2 separate regions of the Mus musculus genome follow, and region 1 is linked to region 2. Evidence: chromatin contacts called from public Hi-C data. All regions are on one chromosome and are shown on one strand. The core of a region is the stretch at or near the end of the contact, and the rest is flanking DNA. Distances in the headings are between cores, read along the strand shown. Region 1 holds the start of Abcc5 (ATP-binding cassette, sub-family C (CFTR/MRP), member 5). Region 2 holds the start of Mrpl40 (mitochondrial ribosomal protein L40).

Evidence for each region. A called contact is a pair of places that touch in the nucleus more often than the background predicts.
Region 1: a Hi-C map of muscle stem cells shows a contact between it and region 2, with 3 times the contacts expected there. The contact joins the promoter of Abcc5 here to the promoter of Mrpl40 in region 2. A contact is called at or near these places in 2 of 39 promoter capture datasets (cranial neural crest and embryonic stem cells), 2 of 484 Hi-C or Micro-C datasets (embryonic stem cells and muscle stem cells) and 4 of 115 datasets of contacts at active chromatin or transcription factors (astrocytes, embryonic stem cells and neural tube).

The regions. Positions count from the first base shown.
Region 1 is chr16:20,424,042-20,430,384 of GRCm38.p6, reverse strand. Abcc5 (ATP-binding cassette, sub-family C (CFTR/MRP), member 5) reads left to right here and starts at 3,991. Exons shown (of 30, transcript NM_013790.2): 1 at 3,991-4,137.
Region 2 is chr16:18,874,730-18,880,951 of GRCm38.p6, reverse strand. Mrpl40 (mitochondrial ribosomal protein L40) reads left to right here and starts at 4,315. Exons shown (of 4, transcript NM_010922.2): 1 at 4,315-4,481; 2 at 5,545-5,628. The coding sequence starts at 4,429. Hira (histone cell cycle regulator) reads right to left here and starts at 4,202. Exons shown (of 25, transcript NM_010435.2): 1 at 3,433-4,202. The coding sequence starts at 3,469.

The sequences.
Region 1 (6,343 bases), core at 2,742-5,241, 1.5 Mb before region 2:
ACCCAAGAACCAATGGGATTGTCTCTAGCTGTGACACACAGCATTGGGGGTATGGAGACTGGGGAGGCTGCCTCCTGCGGGCAGGCAGGAACCCCAGAGTGGTAGGGATACCAATCCACCCACAAAACTTTCAACCCAAAACTTACCTGCTGTGGATGGGCCTGGTCCTGTTTGTATGTTGATGCTAATTCTGCTCTCCTCAGAGGGGTTGTGGACAAGGAGTGAGTCATACTCATGTAACTTCTTGTGAACCAATCCCCTAATGAATAAAGGAGCCAGTCCCTGGGTGAATGGGTTGGAGGGACTTCCGGGTTGGACAGAGGAAGAGAGGAAGCAGGAGAGAGTTAGGTCCTTTTGGACAGGGATAGCATTAGGACAAGATGTAATTATGAGTGTCTCCTGGTTTAGTGGTGGATCCATCAGGATTTAGATTTAATAAGGCTTGCAAGTTAGGAATTTAGTTGTGCCCAGCAATTGAGTCACCATTGTTTCTTTTTTCTTTTTTAAAGATTGATTTGTTATTATACATAAGTACACTGTAGCTGTCTTCAGACACACCAAAAGAGAGAGTCTGATCTCATTATGGGTGGTTAAGAGCCACCATGTGGTTGCTAGGATTTGAACTCAGAACCTTTGGAAGAGCAGTCAGTGCTCTTACCCGCTGAGCCATCTCACCAACCCCCTACCATTGTTTCTGAACTAAGTTTGTGTTGTGTTTTACTTCACGCAGTGGCTTGTCTGGGTTCAAGAGAGAAAGGGACTGTGGCAAAGTGTGGGTTTGCCTGAGGTGTACCACAGAGGTTGTGGCATGAGGCTGGCATGGTAACGACCCACCACTGGGAACTTAGTGAGCTGGGTGGAGAGATTTTGGAGTTCTGAGTCAGAGAGTCTCCACAAGATAAAATCAGGCCAGTCATTGCCTGCCAGTGCATGGATGGCCAGGCAGCCGGGGCAGAGAGATGCTGGCACAAGAGCGGAGTGAGCTTGTTCATTTTTAATATTTCCAGCAACACTTACCCTACAAGAAAAACAGGGATTAGAGATGGAGAAGAGACTGAGGGAACAGCCCACCATTGACCAGCCCAACTTGAGACCCATCCCATGGACAAGCACCAATCCCTGACATTATTAATGATACTCTGTTATGCTTGCAGACAGGAGTCCAGTATGGCTGTCCTATGAGAGTCTCCACCCAGCAGCTGACTCAGACAGATATAGACACCCACAGCCAAACAGTGGATGGAGCTTAGGGACTCTTAGGGTAGAATAGGAGAAAGGACTGCAGCCCCTAATGGGATAGGAACTCCATAGGAAAAACCACCAGAATTAACTAACCCGGACCCTTGGGGTTCTCAGAGACCGAACCACCACCCAAAGAACATGTATAGGCTGGACCTAGGCCTCTCTGCACATATGTAGCAGATGTGCAGCTTGGTCTTTGTGTGGGCCCTGAAGAACTGAGCGGGGGCTATCCCAAAAGCTGTTGCCTATATGTGGGATATGTTCTTGTAGCTGGGCTGCCTTGTTTGGCCTCAGTGGGAGAGTAAACACCTATTCTTTCAGAGACTTGATGTACCAGGATTGGGAGACACCATAGGGGACCCCCACCTGCTCAGAGCAGAAGGGGAGGAGGGATGGGGAAGGTTTGTGGGAGGAGGTGACTGGGAAGGAGACAGTGATGGGGATGAAAACTGAATAAATAAATACGAACAAACAAGCAAACAAACAGACCAACACTTACAGAGATGTAATTCAGTTGCCAGAGAGCTTGCCTCTCATGCTGGGCTTAGTCACCAGCACTGTTTATCACCCGTAATTCCAGCACTATGGAGGTAGACAGGAGGACCAAAGGTGCTGGTCACCTTTGCCTACTTGGCAAGTTCAGCTTCTGAAATCCCAGAGATTCTACCTCAATTAAAGAAAGAAAAACCAGTTATAACTTGTGGCTCATCTTTTCAATTAATGACATCTCACATATGTCAAGGCCCGAGTAGCTGCTGCCGGTCCAGCCACTTTATGTTGTTATTACTGTTACAAGGAAACTTTCTCATGCACGAGTTGATTGCATACTCTGTTATGTTTTTTTTTTTTTTTCTTTCGAGACAGGGTTTCTCTGTATAGCCCTGGCTGTCCTGGAGCTCACTCTGTAGACCAGGCTGGCCTAGAACTCAGAAATCTGCCTGTCTCTGCCTCCCAAGTGCTGGGATTAAAGCGTGCGCCACCACGCCCGGCTCATACTCTATTATGTTATGTGCTTTGATGCTCTTGGAAACCAATCACAACAAAGGTCAGTAAGAACTGCTTTGTATAGTTAGCTACAGCAAGCACGTCCCGCACTGGTGAATGAGCCTTTATGGTTTTTGCTTTTATAAGCTTCTCCTGCACCAATGTAAGAAGTTATTTGGAATAAGACTTCCATTTTGAGTAGGGGTTTAATAGTTTTAAATTCCTAAGAACTCTTTGGGGTTTGACATCCTACATGGCAGAAAAAGATATGGACATGGGTAACTGATATCCTGGTTGGCAAGTTAAGGCATGGATGTTAGGCAATGCAAGTTGATCCCCCAACCAATGGGAACAGGATACGTGTACAACAAAGACCTGCTCCAGAGGAAGTCCTTATCCCTAAATCCTGATTGGTGGAAGAACTTGACACAGATGTTTGTGGATTTCAGACTTAAAAAGCTCTGTAGATTCTGGCTCGAGGTTGCAGTCAGCTCCTGAGTCTGGTCTTTGACCCTGATCAGTCAGTCCCAGGACATACGCTCCATAAACTATCCCTGTCTGCCTGAGATCAGTGTTTGGTGGTTTGTCTGGCGACTCCTTGACCCCAACAATATATATCTTAATTTTAAAATAGTGAAACATAATCAGCTTTTTGTTATTATGACAATATGACAAATACCGGAGAAAACATGAACTTAAAGGAGAAAATACTTATTTTGGCTCAGGTTTTTATCCATGGTGAACTGGTTTTGTTAGTGTGTGCTCGGCACAAGGCTGAACATCATGACAGGAAGGGGTAACACACATCTCTCAAAGGTATACTTCCAGGGACCAACTTCCTTTAACAAGCCTCCAAGTCCTCATATTCTACTAGCTTCTAATAGTGACATGGAACAATCAGTCAATATTAAACCGTTCATTAACTCAGAGTCTTCATGATCCAACTTCCTGAAAGCCCAGCTCTGAACACTGCCTATCTTCCTGAGCTTTCTGTGTGTCAAATATACATCCTGTCAATAAGTCCAGCTTTATGACATTAGTGTTCACAGTAGCTAACTAGGTAGTTGTATGATGGACAATCCAGTTTACTTTCTTTTTAAATCCCTTAAATGGGTAACCATAAACAAGCCCCGGGTAGTTTAAAGGTTGGGAGGCATGCAATAGAGTAGTCTTTATATTATGATACTAAAATAGATAAAATAGAAAAAATAAAACGACTAATGCCTCGGGAGCTTTACATTTATTTATAAAAATAGATTGATTAGTTAGTATATCATTTTGACATCCCTTGTCACTTTGGAAATTGCGATTCTGGCATTTCACTACTTAGAAGTCAAGAAGCTGAGATAGATGGGTAAGAGAAAAGATCCAAAGGTACCATTCATGCAGAACGTGGAGGACTCATGCACCCATTAAGTGACACCACAGCTAAGAGTTGGGGCTGGACAGAAGCAGGCTATGATGACCTTCACGATGTTTTCTGGCACGTGGAACCGCCGCATAGATTTGGAAGTTCCTGACTTTGAACCTCTGGCTGTCAGAGAATACAGCGCCACCGGCTACCCCGACCCGCCTGCCCAGCCCCCGTGACTAAGGCAGAGAAGGTTCCAGACTGGGCATCAGAAACCGGGGAAGGATGGGGCAGCACGAGATGCGCGCGGGTACTGTGAGCAGCCTGCACCCCATCCCGGGCACCAGCGGTGCTTCTGGGAAACGTAGTCTTTTGCGGTGTGCGGCGCTGGGGGCTGCCGGATGAGGGACTACGATTCCCTTCGGTCTTGCGCAAGCTTTGTGCATCGCGCTTGCGCGTTGTGGGGGACTATGCCGCTATAAAGGCTTGTTTTGCTCAGGGTCCGATGTTCGCGAGCGTGCCCGGGCTGTTTGCTCTCGTGTGGGGAGGCTGGGGTGCAGGTAGGTGACGGTTCACGCCTTTTTCATGCAGTGTCGGAGGCTGTCACGGGCTCACTTCTTTGGGCTCTCCAAGGCGGGGTGGGCGGTGGGAAGCCTCGGACGGGAGAAACGGGGCCTGTCTCGTTCCGATCTCGCGCGGTCCCCGGCTTGTTGGCGACCTCGCGGGCTGTGCGGAGGTCTAGATGTTAGAAGGCAGGAGGGGAGGTTTGATGGGTGGTCACGGCCGGCTCCACTCTCCGCGCGGCCACCAGGGGGAGCTGCGTTCGCTGTGGGTGGGTCGTGGAGCCTGTGCTCGCAGGCCCGGGGCTGGCATGGGAACGCCCTAGGGCCGGGTGGCGGAGCTGTCCAGAGAGAAGCCCCAACCTCCCTCCGGGACTGGAGGCTGTCAGCCACTTACTACGTAAGTCATTATCTATGTTTTGTTTTGTTTTTTGTTTGTTTGTTTTGCTACTGGTATGTGGAGGTACGTGGCATCAGCACACACAGCGAAGCCGAGGTAGAGATGGGAGCCTAGATCTTCTGTCACCAGTGTCCTTTTCGGTGCTGACACGCAAAGGAGCTAGTGGCTTTGTGTTTATAACACCTGGATTTGGTGTTTTCGTACAGATGTGGGAGTCTCGATGCAGGTGGGCACAGGAATGACCGGGGAAGTCTTGAGTTCCGAAGGGAGAAATGGATGGGTTTTACTGGGGTCTCTGGAGTAAGTGACAGGTGAGGGAGCTTGGAGGCACAGGTGGGCCCTGGGGGAGAGGTGGGGGGGGCGTGATAAGTGGTTCAGCTTCCTTGTAGCTTCCAGTAGCTTCCAGTAGCTGCAGGGCCTGAAGGAGCTTCCTGAGGCGCCTAAAACCTGAGAGATGTTGCGATAACAGAACTTGGAAACACCAACCTGGTTAGTTACAGTTCTCCAGGCCTACACAATGCCCCTCCCCCCTGCAGAATCGTCACATCCACCCCTCTTCACTGGAAAGAGAATTTTAGAGCAAAACCAGGTGGCCCCCAACCCTGTCAGTTTTGAGTCGGGGTACTAATGTGAGAGTCCCCACTTTGTTTATTCTTCTTTCTCCCTTTATAGTGCTGGCTTAAACCAAAATATGCCAGGTTTTCCTAGTCCTGATACACACACCCTTTCCTTTGGATTTGGCAGGGCTGGGGACTGGAAAGAACCTCTGGCCTACATGCTTTTATCACTGAGCCTAAGTTAGCATTAGTTTTATAAAAAGACTTTACATTAGCTGCAAGGGAGTTGTCTAGAAAATGGGAAGTATGAATTGCTCTTTGGGCTGGAGAGGGTCCTGGTGTAGTAATCCTTTCTTAGTTGATTGCTTCATATCCATATTCACCTTAGCCCTACTCTACCGGCTTCTGTGTGTTCTTCTTGTCATATCCCAGACACACAGAAGATGGTGGTCTCCTTGTGTTCAGTGTGAAGAAACAGTAACTTTATGGCTACTCAGGTGTTTGCATACTTTAAGGTGCTGCACCTTTATTTATTTATTTATTGAAAGTGAAGCTATGACATTGGTGAAGATCATGGGGACAACGATTCCCCATACCCCATTCTTATAGAAACTCGCTTTGTCTGGAAGGTTAGGGAAGTTAGAATAGGCCACTGAAGTCCTATCTTATCTCACCATTAGGAAAACAGTTGTTTCTGTCAAAACTGTCTTTGCTACCACAGTCTGTGTGTACACTTTACCGGTTCCGCTTCATAATATATGATTGAACACACACAACTGAGAAAAAACATTGCCTCGTACAGTTCTTCGATAACTTTCCCTGTTGTTCTTGATGTGTTTGGTGTTGTGAATGGGGTCCCTTGGGCTCCTCCCTTTTAAGCTTCCCCAGCCCCCTCTTGCCTATTTTTAAAGTAGCGAGTAATCTTCCTCTTCCAGATGACAATGGCAGATGCCAGATCTGTTTATAGCTTGGCTTTCGGAAGAGCCAGAGCCACAAGCGTTGTTTTTGCTTAGTAAGCTGGTTTTGGTTTTGTTTATAGTGTACACAGTCATTGGGCTAGGTGCTCTTTCTTTCTTCCTTTCTTTCTTTCTTTCTTTCTTTCTTTCTTTCTTTCTTACTTTCTTTCTTTCTTTCTGTCTTAAATAAACAACTTATCTGTATCAACTTCCAGTGCTTGAACCAGAATTCTGATAAGCAAAATGGCCAGTCCAGCCCTCATTGGAGATTTGAGGGTCTTAATTTTTTTTTT
Region 2 (6,222 bases), core at 3,066-5,565:
ATGGGCAAGAAGGGAATCACTTCCTGATTGCCAGGGTAGATCTGTCTCAGGGATATACAGAACAGAATGATGATAAAGCAGAGCACTTGCAAACCTCTCCTAGTCTCCAAATGTGTGTAGGCATACATGTGTACATACACCCCAAACACACACACACACACACACACATACACAAGAAAACAGCACTGCCCATCTCTCATCTGTATTCTTTCTCCAGCACACTTATAAACTCAAAAAATGATATAAATCTACACTTCCTGCATGTAATGGCCAAGTCCCACTAGTTCTTCCTTTATCTACAGTGCTTCCTCCTCTTTCTCATCTCTGCCACCACCTTTCCTCACTCTCTTAGCACATCTTACCAAGATCCGGAGTTCACCTTCTAAGTCCAAGGACTTCCTAAAACACATTTTAGGTGTCCAAACCCCTCAGAAACTTCAATGCACCCCTCCCAAAACCCAAAAAGGAAAGTTCAAGTCCCCACAAGGTGTTCAAGATTCCATGCATCCCTCAGCCACATTCTCTTCCTCTCCTTCCTCAGCTTACCTTATGCAGCATACACTATGTCTCCAAATGGAATGCTTGAGCTTTTTGATCCTGACTGTCCAAGAACACCATCTCTGTTATTAACATTCTCTGCAGAGACTCATCTACACTTGGAGATAAGCCCTTTGTAGTTCAATCTTTCTGCCTCAGCCTGCCCCAAGTACCATAACTATAGGTGTATGCCACCATAACTAGAGCCCAGGATATAAGCTTACTTAGCAGTGAAACTTATTTTGGCCATGATTAAAGTAAATGTGTATGGCCAGGTATGATGGTGCATGCCTTTAATCTCTGCAACTGAAAGACAGAGGCAGGAGGATCTCTGTGAGTTCTAGGCCAGCATGGTCTACTGGGAGAGTTCCAAGAAAACCAGGGCTAGACAGTGAGATCTTGTCTCAAAAAATAAATAAGTAAAATATAGTCAATAAGATTGCATCTTATAGACCAGGCATGGTGGCACACACCTTTAATCCCAGCACTTGGGAGGCAGAGGCAGGTGGATTTCTGAGTTCAAGGCCAGCTTGGTCTACAGAGTGAGGTCCAGGACAGCCAGGACTATGCAGAGAAACCCTATCTCGAAAAAAAACAAACAAACAAAAATGCTGATAACCAGAACATTTCAGCTGGAGATGATATGGCCTATCAATGAGCATCAGCAATATCCAGATATTTTTGGTAGAGGTAAATGGACAGTTATGGTGGTAGATACTGCTGACATCTAAGTAAAGATCACACAATACACAGGACAGCCCCTAAAACAGTTGTGACTAAAAATGGCAATCATGCTGGGGCTGAGATATCCTTTCTGAGAGGTTTCTCTAGTACTGGGCCAAAATCTGAAGACCAACAAACACCTCTCTTTCTGCTTTTAACTCTTCTAGTTGCCTACCTTGCCTTGTTCTCTTTTCCTCCCCTCTCTGAACTCTCAGACCCCAAGAGTTCATGCTGTATATATAAGGAGACAGGAAATGCTGAGTGAGAAAGCCAGGAAGTACGATCCCCTCCAGTGCAGTAGGGCTTCTATTTATTCATCCAAAGGAAACTTGACTCTACCAGCTACTACTCTTCAGGACCTGGCTAGGAAGCCACTCCCCACCTCTCATTACCATCATCTTTAAAGGCATGCTTGGCAGTGACATGTAATAACACCATCTCCAAGGTAAAGGCAATATAGAGAAAGAGGGTGCCTTTAAATTAAAAAAAAAAAAAAGAGAAGTTTGCTTAAGTCTCAACATCTTTTATCATGAATAATCATCACTTAGATTTTTTTACTTAAAAAAATTTTCATGCCAGGTGGTGGTGGTGCATGCCTTTAATCCTAGGACTTGGGAGGCAGAGGCAGGTTGATCTCTGAGTTCGAGGCCAGCCTGGTCTACAGAGTGAGTTCCAGGACAGCCAGGGCTATACAGAGAAACCCTGGCTCAAAAAAAAACAAAAAACAAAAAAACAAAAACAAAAAAAATTTTTTCATACAGTATGGTTCTATCATATTCTTTCCCCTCCCCATCACCTAGATTTCAAATGAACTTTGAACCTTCTTGCCTCCAAACTTGTGTGTGTGTGTGTGTGTGTGTGTGTGTGTGTGTGTTTTCGAGACTGGGTTTCTCTGTGTAGCCCGGGCTGTCCTGGAACTCACTCTGTAAACCAGGCTGGCCTTGAACTCAGAGATCCGCCTGCCTCTGCCTCCTGAGTGCTGGGATTAAAGGTGTGCTCCACCACTGCTCGGACTAGGCTCCAAACTTTAAAATCTGTTCTTAGCTGAACTTCAGAATCATACTGTTTAATGTAGAGAGCATGTCGTACCCAGTCTACGTCTACGATCTTCCTTGTGAACGCCCCCTCCCCCTCCAAAAAAAAAAAAAAAAAAAAAAAAAAAGTTCGGCTGTGAATAAAAAGCACCCAGGACCAATTTTTTTTTAAATTTGGCCACGTGGATTTTTAAAAAGAGAAAAATGCATCTACTTGCCTTCTTTTACGCGGGCGCGCGCACACACACACAAAAACACACACACAACTGTAGCTCCCTCTAGATGCAATACAAAGTAGAAAGGAGGAAAGACCCTTCCTCTTTCAGCAGAGCTTGGCTGCTTCCTCGTGCTTCCTTCGGGTCCTTCCAGAGACTCAAGTACTAGCTGGGGGGAAAGGCTCTAGCTCTTCCTCACTCGCTCGGCAGAGAGCAAACAACCTCCTGCAGTAGTTCTCGACAAAACTGGATGCCACCGGCTGCTTTCTCCACCAGGGTGTAGGAATCTGCTATTTGAAGTCACTATCACGGATCCAAAGTCGCTTGTCTCCTGTGCACCACTGGCCCCAATCTTAGTCATCTGAAGCCCCAATCCTTACATTAAACGTGGTTCTTTCGTGGTCCTCCGTAGGACCTGAGCCCAGGCCCTTCCCATTCCAGGATCGCAATAGCCCGAGTGGGGGCACTGTCACAAACTCCAGGCCTCAGAAAGGGCAATACAGCCAGTAAGTATCTCATGCAGATTCACCGAGCCGCTGAAAGGCCACAAGGGGGATGTCGCCCCAGTTTCATACTCACAACCATCTGAGCACATACTGGATGGTGAAGCCGGATGGCAGCACCAGGTCGGTACCCAAGCCGGCTCACCAGAGCCAGGCATCCCAGATTAAGGGTGGGCGGCGCAGGACACAGCGCCATTGCCTGAGGCAAAGGCGGACTTCGCTGCAACCAGCCCGAAGCACGTGCCCGGGCTCGCCGGTGTCCCAGAGCCGGGGACAAAGTCTGCTCCTGCCCGTTCTGCAGCTCCAGCACCCGGCACCAGCGTCTGGACAAGGTGGGCAGGACTTGAGCACCGCCGCAAGCCAATCCCAGACCCCACCCCGATGCAGGTTCGGCCGCCCACGACTCCTGCGTGCACTCACCATTGTGGTTGACCCAGGTTGGCTTCAAGAGCTTCATTGTTCGGCCGCTGCCGGGCTGAAGCCAGAGCCGTGTCCCTCAGCACGCCTGGGCCATGGAGCTGCCGCAGCTTCCTCCCGCGCCGCCCGCCCTCCGGCCGCCGCCCACCCTTGCCCTCAGCGCCGCCGCGCCATCGCCGGCCCGTGCCCCCAGCCGCCGCCACAGCCGCCTCCTGCGCTCGGCCGCCGCCGCCGCCGCCACAGCCGCATCCCCTGCGCCGCTCCTCCTCCGGCGGCTCCCGGGCAACGCCGGAAGTCACGGCGCGCACCTGCCAAATCGCCCCGGCGGGAAACCGCTCCCTACGCGGACCGGGCCGCCTCGGTTCTTCGGTAGACAGGGGGGGGAGGACGGGGATACTCCGCTGCCACTGATGTGGTCGCCGATGAGGGTCGGTGTGAGCAGGCTGGCAAAGCCTTGAGATCCCGCCCGGCGATGCAGAACCAGGGTGGTGTGCAGATCTCTAGTTCTACCTCCGCGGCTCCGAGTCCAGCTTAGTAACTAGCTTCCGCCATCCATCAATTCGCGCTATTGGGCATCTCGCGAGCGCCAGCCGGGCGGGCGCCAGCATGCATCTAGCGGCAGACGGCAGCGGGCCCTGAGCTCGATTGCATGCATAAAAGAACTAGGCTGGTGAAGGATAGGGGGCCAGACGGGCGCATTTATTAGAAGAGCGGGGCGTTTTCATAGATGTAAACACATAGGCCAGGCGGAGCAGAGAGCAGGAAAACACCGCAGCATCCACAGAAGGCGGGACGCCCGCAAAAGGGCGCGGCGAAGCCACCGTTGCTTGCCCGGGGCGGGGCTGCGTCGGGGGCGGGGCCAGCTGCGGGCCCGCCTCTCGGAATCCCAGACCCGCGAGTTCCGGGCCGAGGCCTGCCAGACCCGACCGGGTACCTCAGGTCGGACCGCCCAGGGGCGTGCTCCCGGAAGCTGCCCGCCAGCGGGTGGCGTGAAAAACTATGGCTACCGGGGTGATGCTGTGTGCTGCGCGGGCTCTGCGGCCTCGGAGCTGGTGAGTGTAGCCGCGGGTGGCAGAATACCCAGGGCGCGTGCGCGGGCTTTGCCCCGTAGCTGCTCGCTAGTGCTCGCAGATTATTTCTGGGCATGAGCCTACCGCATCTGTTGCGGATGAAAATCCGAACTGGAAGTGTACTCACTTAACAGGCTATTTGCCTAACAAGTGTGAAGCCTAAGTCGTGCTTAAGTGGTGGCCTACTCCTGCAACCCCAGCACTATGGAGGTGGAGGCTAGGTCAGAAAGTCAAGGTCGTAACAGCTGCATACAAACCTGGCTATATTACACCCCATTTTTAAAAAGAAGAAAAAGACGCCGGGCGTGGTGGAGCACGCCTTTAAACCCAGCACTTGGGAGGCAAAGGCAGGCGGATTTCTGAGTTCGAGGTCAGCCCAGTCTACAAAGGGAGTTCCAGGACAGCCAGGGCTTTACAGAGAAACTCTGTCTCAAAAAAACCCAAAAAAAAAAAAAAAAAAAAAAAAAGGAAGAAGAGCAATGTGTTTTTAAAAATCCAAGGATATGTTTTATAGAAGGGACGTATAGTACAGTGGGAGGGGGTACTTTACTCAGTGGTCCACACTGAAGCATCCCTCCTTCCTTCCTCGAGGTACCAGTCATATACTAGACAGGTCTAGTATAGAATAGAGTTTATTTGTGGGTATGGGAAGGGGAATTGAGAAGAGAGTAGAGGCAGAGAAAGAGAGGGGACAGAGAAGGGGAGAGAGAGAGAGACAGAAAGAAACAGAGAGACGGAAGAAGAAGGAGAAGAAGAAGAAGATCCTGCCAGAGCAAGTAAAGGCTCTGCCCCAGTGAGAAACAGAGTTCTGTAAATTCCTCACTTTGACCTTGCTGGCCTAATACAAATGAACTAGACATGGTGGAGCAGCTGAGGCAAGAAAATTGTCTCAAGTTGCAAGATAGCCCGAATTAGGGAGACTTTTGTCTGAAAAAAATACAAAATAGATACTTACAAACATCCTCCGGGTTTTAGGAAGACCTATAGTTATGTGTATGTGCCTTCTCTTTCCCCAGATCTTTATACATACCCTTCTCTCCTTCAGGATCCCTGGAACCTGCCAGGCACACGTCAGACACACCCACCAGAGAGCTTCCTTACTGGCCTTCTGGGATCTCATCCCCATGAGGTAAAATCCAGCATAACCCTTAGCTCTTGGGGTATGAGAAACACGTGTATGCATATGACCAAAACAAAGCAAGAGTGCCCAACCTTGGGTTAGCAAGCAGATTTCAGTCTGTGGAACTAATAGTTAAATTTAAGTGGATGCCTCTGTCCTTTGAAGGAGCTCTGTACTATGATAGCATAGCATATATGTATTGCTACTTGAGTAGTTTAAATAAGTAGCAGCTAGATTTAAGGAGTCTTATGTGTTTCAAAGGGCATATCTTAACTTCTGTATTTCCATAGGCCTTGCTCTTCCCTGCTCATTCTGATTCACTGAGTGGGAGAAAGGTTCAAAGACTAATAATAGTTACTCTAGGAACTTTGGATGCTTTCTTGGGGCTTTATTTAGTTTATTGCTAAAAGGTTTGCTTTAAGGGTTTTTTTTTTTTAATGTTTATGTTCCTGACATATGTATACACATGTGTTTGGGGTGCCCAAAGCCAGTCAGGGGTTATAGCTCTCCTAGTTACAAACAGTTGTGAGCCCCTGATGTGGGTTCTGGGAACCAAACTCCAGTGTTTAAGATCTGCAAGCACTCCTTGTAACTCCTAAGTCA